Regions from separate parts of the Zea mays genome. Here region 1 is linked to region 2. Evidence: chromatin contacts called from public Hi-C data. All regions are on one chromosome and are shown on one strand. Each heading gives the region's core, a stretch centred on a gene start, on an enhancer-like site or on the middle of the called end of the contact. The rest is flanking DNA. Distances are from core to core; before and after follow the strand shown. Region 1 has its middle 43 kb from the start of LOC100381909. Region 2 holds the start of LOC103647818 (transcription factor KUA1).

Region 1 (3,529 bases), core at 79-2,578, 43 kb after region 2:
CGGTATCGCCGGCAAGCTTGAATGATAGGGAAATTAGTGAGTGGAGGCCATGTAGAACGACGAAGAGGTGGCGATCAAAAGTAAAAATCAAGATCAGCTTTTAAAATAGAGCAAATAAATTACCCCTTTGACTTGTCCATGTGTTTTGATGACAAGGCTGAATGCGCCATATGCCGGAATCATCCAAATTAGTGGACACGTGGCATGTGGCTCTTCTATTTTTATTTCTATTTTTTTTCCAAAGGCCGGTATTTTATCACTCTCGACTCTATAACTAAAGTGCTAATCGGCTCATGTATCTTTTCGTTGATACGCAAAATTAAAAAAAGGAAAATAAACAATAAGGACTAATTTGAAAGTCCAAAATCCGGGGGAGATTGGAGGGGCTAAAATCCCCTCCTTATTCAATTTTGAATAAGAAGGAGATTTTAGCATCTTTAATCCCTTTCGGTTTTGAGGTTCCCAAACTAGCCCTAAAGGTATTGTTCTCGCTAAGCCAGTTCCCTAACCCATAAGGCTATATAGTTGGTCAAACCTTCTTTTGGATCGGGATAGATTGCCTTTCTCTGTCAGGATGGTTATAATAGTCGGGTTTTCTCGTAAAGTTCAGCCTAGCCAACATTTGTAGTCAGCTAGACCGACTTTTGTTTTTTTAACTGAGTTATTTTTAAATCGGATTTTGAAATTAGAAACTTGTTCAACGTGGTTTACAGTAGTTTTGTACTTGGGTAAACCCTTGTTCATATATCGATCGATTGACATATGCAACAACCAGTCGACCAAAATACATATAATATCCTCTTGTCTTTTTGTTCCTCTCTATCTTATTGTTCGTCACGTCTCTCGACGAGATTTGATGTGTTGTAGGTGTTATTGTAGATCCTGGAACAACCTCCAGATGTTACTCTCCTTGATGGATATTTTTTTGGAGGTGTTTAGGAGTTTATCAACGTAGAATAGTATCAATGTTGGCTTGATTGGTCACTAGCTATATCAGTTTCATCAGTCTACTATGGTCCTCGCTGCATTCAAGTTTGTGTGTGCCCACAAAATCACACACCAAACTCTTCGTATCTAACACATTATGAGTTGCCTCTAAGGTCTGGCTTAGGGCAAGACGAGGTACGAAGGAAGAATGGTGCTCGCCTTTTATAGGCCATCAGGACCATGTCGACATTATATGGCAGCCCTATATATAGAAGCTAAAAAGGCAACTCTGCGGGTACACTGGTAACTACACGCAGACGCAGAAGCAGAACAGCACGTACCAGTCCAACCTGGGGTTCGTCAACCCCGGAACGACGCCTCCTCGCCGTCGCTCTTCGCCACGTGCACGGTGGGCGCCATACCGGACATGGTCTACGCCCTCGCGCTGTGCCGCGGGGACGCGGCCGCCAACGCCTGCGCCGCGGCCGCGTTCCAGGACGCGCAGCAGCTATGCGCGTACGCCAAGGACGTGGCCATCTACTACGACCTCTGCTACCTGCGCTTCTCCAACTGGGACTTCAATTCCTGGCCGGCGACAGTACTTGCGGGCGGCAGGTAATTAACGTGAGCGCGCCGACGAGCGCGCCGTTCGACGCTGCCGTGGGCGCGCTCCTGGACGCCACCGCGGACCGCGCTCCTGAACGCCGTTCGCGACGGGCGAGGAGGCGCCCGGCGGGGGCGGCGTACCCGCGGTGTACGCGTTGGCGCAGTGCACGCCGGACATGTCGCCGGGCAGCTGCCGGAGCTGCCTGGCGAGTGTGATCCAGATCGCGCCCAGGGTTTTCAGCGGGAGCCCGACCGTGAGGTTTAGCGGTACCAGCTGTACCAGTTATTCTCAGGCGCCCCGCTGCTGCGTCTCGCGGCGCCGGCTTCTTCGCCGCCGGTGGCACGCTGGCGAACGTACTCGATTCCCTTCTTCCACAAGACTGTCTCCAGCAATATTGTAGATCTACATCCATTCTCTATATCTATTATTTATAGTCTCGTCTAAAAGATTTTATCATCTATATTTCCTTCCTCTCCAACAACGTCCTCTAAATCATGTTCTCTATACTCAAATACCTATATTAGAGATATTTTTTATTTTTATTTTTTATACAAACGTATTTTTCATACTCTCAAATGTATTATACATATTTTAGTTTTGCTAAACCAATTATTTAAAGTATTCAAATAGATAGATGATCATTTAGAGAAACTCTATATATAAAGAATCCAGCAGCGAACTCTAAATTTAGAGAACCGTTTAGAGAACGCTGCTGCAGAGCGTAGATGACTGTTTGATCTTCTATATTTAGGATAGAGTACCCTTTAGGGCCCTTGCTGGAGGCAGCCGCCTATAACAACCAGTAAATCCTTCACATTCCGTGTGATTGGTTGATGTAGGGTAGCAGCCTCATCCGTACGTGAACTCTTGGTGACCAAAATAGATCCGTGCATAGACTTTTGTCTGTTGTTTCTATTAATGCTTTCAGTCCACACATACAACTAATATTCGGTTGCTTGTATACTAAAGAAGAGTATATAAATAAATATTTAAATTTTATATAGCACGAGTAGTCCAGTTTTGTTGATAAAAATCTTACAAACACAAGTATAAAATTTATTCGAGATTAAATCTTTTAATCAGAATATATAAAAGAATAAATAAAAACGTGGTTCGTTTTTTCTTCCCGCCTCATGATCTCAACCTGCATGCGCGCGCTCCTACTGGTGCTGGCCGGATCGGTCTGGCTCTAAGTCCATCGTATTTCGTGTCAAACGGATTCTGTTTAGTAAAATTTTAAAAAAACTTTTGGGTCGTGACATACCAGCTCGAAGTATAAAAACAGTGGTCCGACCTGGTCCTAAACCACGCCGTGACTTCGTTGGGTCATATCGGCCCAAGCTCGACGCATATATTTAACAACATAAAATCAAAATATTACAAACACATAAAGTCCATAACTTAATAAATTAAAGATATTAAACAATTCTAGCTTCATTTCACCACATAAACTCTAAATATCACGACAATATAAAGTCAATAACTTACTAAATTAAAGTAATTAAATAACTTGGGCTTCATTGGGCCATGCTAGGGGTCCGGCGGACCAGAATTTGAGACTCGGTCCAGGTCCGCCTTCAGACCGTGCTAGCCCGATTCATGTTATTTTGTGCCAGACAATGCTTTGGACTCCTGTTTTTATGCCGTGCTCGTGCTGGTCTAGAAAGCTCGGTCTAAATTCCCAGCACTAGCCTATCGGGCGTGTGCGCTCAACCTGGTTGAGGCCACCAACCAACATGTGTTTATGTCTAAACCAAACAAACATTGCTTTGCTTATCCGCGTGCTTCAACTTCTGTATCCGTGCACCCAACTAAACACATGGTTGCTAATTAGTGTGCAGTGCACTTCACCAAATTAAAAAAATGATTATGCTATGCACCTGTCATAAGATCGATCGTTATCACATCCTGCAAGGCTGAAGACTCACATGCACGACACGTAAACATGACCAGCTAATCCTTTATTGGTTCCATCTTTGACCGCTCCATCAGTCC
Region 2 (3,525 bases), core at 449-2,948:
TGCTGAGTGTACTGTTGATCAGCAACGAACTTAAATAGCATGAGTGATTGAACGTGTTGCTGCTATTGCTGGTACACGAGGATGTACGACTACTTCCACTACATCATCATGCTCTTCTTTCGCTGTTGTATGTCTAGTGGTAATTAATCATTTATGATCCTTTACTCATGTTATTTTGGTTAAACGTGATAAATATGCTAGTGTGTAGTATCCATGTTTCCCAAACAATATACTTACTCACCACATTGTTCACGTATAGTTGACACTCAAAACAATGAACATGACGAGGAGAAACCACAGTATAGTTGTCAAGAACAGACGAACTAGAGACATGATGATACTAGTTCATTGCATTGTTCACCACAATGAAATCATTTGCATCTCAATATAGAACACAGTACTACCACTTAGGCACTTAGCAACTATATATATATTGTCTTCAATGGGATATATGTCCCTATGCATCTTAGGATAAACTAAACGACAAATAACAACTAGTACATGTTATTGATGTCCGTCCACTGCCGAGGAAGGATATCTTTATAGTATAATGGACAATATCTTGAGATAAACTAAGAGCCGTTATTTGTCTAGGGCTCAGCATATCATAGAGGCCAATATCATTTGATATCATGGCGTTGCTTCCAGCTGCAGGTGCGCTCCTACCTACGGAAGAACTTCTGTGCATGGCTATAGATCTGCATTGGCGTCTTAGTGGGGACGAAGTCCCTAGAGATGTACATCCAGTTACCACGACCATACATGTTCAGGCCACGGAGGAAATTCCTGCGTTGGTACATTGGGGTTAGGATATGAGAATATAAATATCGTCAGTCGTCACATCATATATCTCGAAAAGCACTTAAAAAACTTGAGGATATTCGCGGTAATCAATATTCTCCGCCACATGCTTATTAATAACTTTACTAGTAATTAACAATGAAATATGTGACAACTAGAATTTCAAAAACAGTAGAAATAAAGAGAATCAATGACCTGTGCTCCTCCCTGGTCCAAAACCTCCCAGTGTATTTCATCTGTGGTTGTTCCTCCACTGGCATCCCAAAATTGTCGTCGTCCAACACAAGTCCGTCATCTCCCACCTCAGGCGGTGTATTTATCATCTCCATCGTGAGGTCAACATACAAGCCAATTACCTCGTGCTTGCCCTTCCATGGGAACCTTGCTTGGAGCTCGTCCACGATGTCGCTGTGCTTCTTGTTGCTTGCGTCGTCGTCGCTAGCTAAGTTGCTGCTGGTGTTGCGGCTAGCGATGAGTGATTTTGCCATCTTGATCTCGGAGACACTCCACTCGCTACTGAACATGGGATCCATGGGGGGTGTGAGGGTTGTTGAGTACGAGAGGAGCAGTGGACCCTGGCTTTTCTGGATGGGAAGAATGGCAAATCACAAGGCCCGGTATTTATACTCCTGTTGGTGAATCTCTTTGTCCTGGTTTCAATTAATTTAATAGCTTGTTTTGGTGTGAAATCAAACAATGAATCTCTAATGATATAGTCAAAGATACCAGATCATATATATGTTTCATATCTAAGAGATATAGTCTAATTTTCAAGTTATTTATTACAAAAAAATTCAGCATCCTTCAATGGCTCAGATCAAGCTAGGAAGCCAGGAAGGTGAGTTATCAGCAACGGCCTACCATATAGTATATACACAAGCTGATCACATACAGATCCAAGTCGCGTTAACAAAGTGCCCATAGTTTTCATTAAAGAGAGCCACTTCTCAGACCAATATTCGCATGTAATCCAATGCAAGTCAGGTCGGCCATTAAATTTGTCCTGCAGTCCATACCGTACGTCACTAAGGTCACACGTGTGGATGGCCATACCCATACCATACCACCGTTTTATTCTTCAGCACATAGGTAGGCAGAAAACTAGTCCCCCTAGTTTAGCTACTAACAGTTGACTCAATCACTCAATCATCAGTGGCGACTGGTGATAAGATTTTATGACTTCCAGCTTTAACTACAGACGACATATATATCATGTGTTGCTGCTACATTTATTGCTGCGAACTGTTCAGATCGTATATGCAAAAAATATTTTCTCACTTATTATAATATAGGGAGAATTACATGCCGCACCCCTGCATGGCACACAACCTCAGATTTCACCTTAGCAATGAAAATTCCTCAGTTCTACCCTTGTATTCGGAGCAACGCATCACTAAACCTCTCACCGTCAGCAGTTACCGTTTGCCGTCACCTGCAGTTGGGCCCCACACGCCACATCCCAAAATCCCCAATCGAACAACAGAATCCATCGCAAAAAGGGAGGCACGCGGCGCTGCCCCTGCCGTGGCTCCAGACGCCCTCGGCCACGCGGCTGCTCCTCACCCGGAGCCCGGTAGACATCGCGGCCGCTGGTGGTCGTCGTGGAGGCGCACGGCGCTGCCCCTGACGTGGCTCCAGGCGCCCTGGGCCACGCGGTCGCCGTCCCCTGTCATGGCTCCAGAGTGCTTCGGGAATCGCCGTTGCTCACCGGTAAACACTGCTGCTGGTCGCCGTCCCCTATAGAAGTGCTCCCCTCTGGAATCGTCGCTGCTCACCTTGGCCTGCTAGGCGCGCGGCGCAGCTGCTCCTGTCGTGGCCCTCGGGACGAGCCGCTGCTCACCATGGCCTGCTAGGCGCGCGGCGCAGCTGCTCTCCAGAAGCTGCCCCGCGGAGCTCGCTCGTCGGCCACGCGACCCTCCTCGCCCTCGGCTGCGAACCTCCTCACTTTGGAGCTGCTTGAGCATATGGAGGCCTTTCTCTCACCTCCCGACGCTGCTCGAGAGGATGTACCGAGCCATCGCACAGGGTGAGTGGTGGTGATCCTGATCCCTTTCCTATGGTCACAGTGGTCCCCTTTGTATTTGGCATGTTCTGTCTTGTTTTCTAGTGCCATCCAAGAATGAACTTGTTTATTGGGATCCCTTTGTTTAGTGAACAATACCCTACTTAATAGGATGGTTAGGACTAATACTTCTCTTTTTTGTGTCAAATAGGATGGATCTTCGTGGTGCGAGTGATGATGATTATGATTTTGCGAATGATGATGAGAGTTCATATCCGGAGTTTGTTCAAACTTGGGATACTCGTGGTGCGAATGAGCCTAACATGCTTGCTCAATTTGATGACACCGATGAAGAAGAGAGAGAGGAGAACATTGCTGTGTTGGTGCCTGAGAATGCAGATGATATGGACATGCCGGTGATTGATTATGATAGAGAGAATCCTTGTATGGATGAAGGCAGTTGTTTTCCAACAATAGAAGTGTCGGCGTTTCGAGGCCGGGGGGTCCCTGGGCCGACGAGTGAATGTCGCTGCGTGCCCCAGCCCAGATGGGTCGAGCGCGAGGGCGAGCGCGAAGGGGGGAGAGCGAGGCGGCCGGAGACCGGCGTGAGAGAGGTGGGAATCCCGCGGCCTTCGTGTTCGTCCCGCGCCCAGGTCGGGTGCGCTTGCAGTAGGGGGTTACAAGCGTCCACGCGGGAGAGGGAGCGAGCGGCCCCAAGCGAG

What was found. A called contact is a pair of places that touch in the nucleus more often than the background predicts.
Region 1: a contact with region 2 is called in a Hi-C map of leaf mesophyll, with 4 times the contacts expected there. The contact joins the enhancer-like site here to the promoter of LOC103647818 in region 2. A contact is called at or near these places in 8 of 25 Hi-C or Micro-C datasets (bundle sheath, ear, endosperm and 3 more).

The regions. Positions count from the first base shown.
Region 1 is chr2:216,788,568-216,792,096 of Zm-B73-REFERENCE-NAM-5.0, forward strand. No RefSeq gene overlaps it. Among protein-coding and RNA genes, the nearest start is that of LOC100381909, 43 kb to the right of the region's middle. Within about 2 kb of position 1,329, at least 6 of the 20 cell types and tissues checked have an H3K27ac peak or open chromatin away from gene starts, as enhancers often do. A contact at or near this core is called in endosperm and leaf mesophyll, where this site is marked.
Region 2 is chr2:216,745,172-216,748,696 of Zm-B73-REFERENCE-NAM-5.0, forward strand. It overlaps LOC103647818 (transcription factor KUA1), which reads right to left and starts at 1,699. Exons shown (of 2, transcript XM_008672326.4): 1 at 997-1,699; 2 at 325-786. The coding sequence starts at 1,334. The coding sequence ends at 663.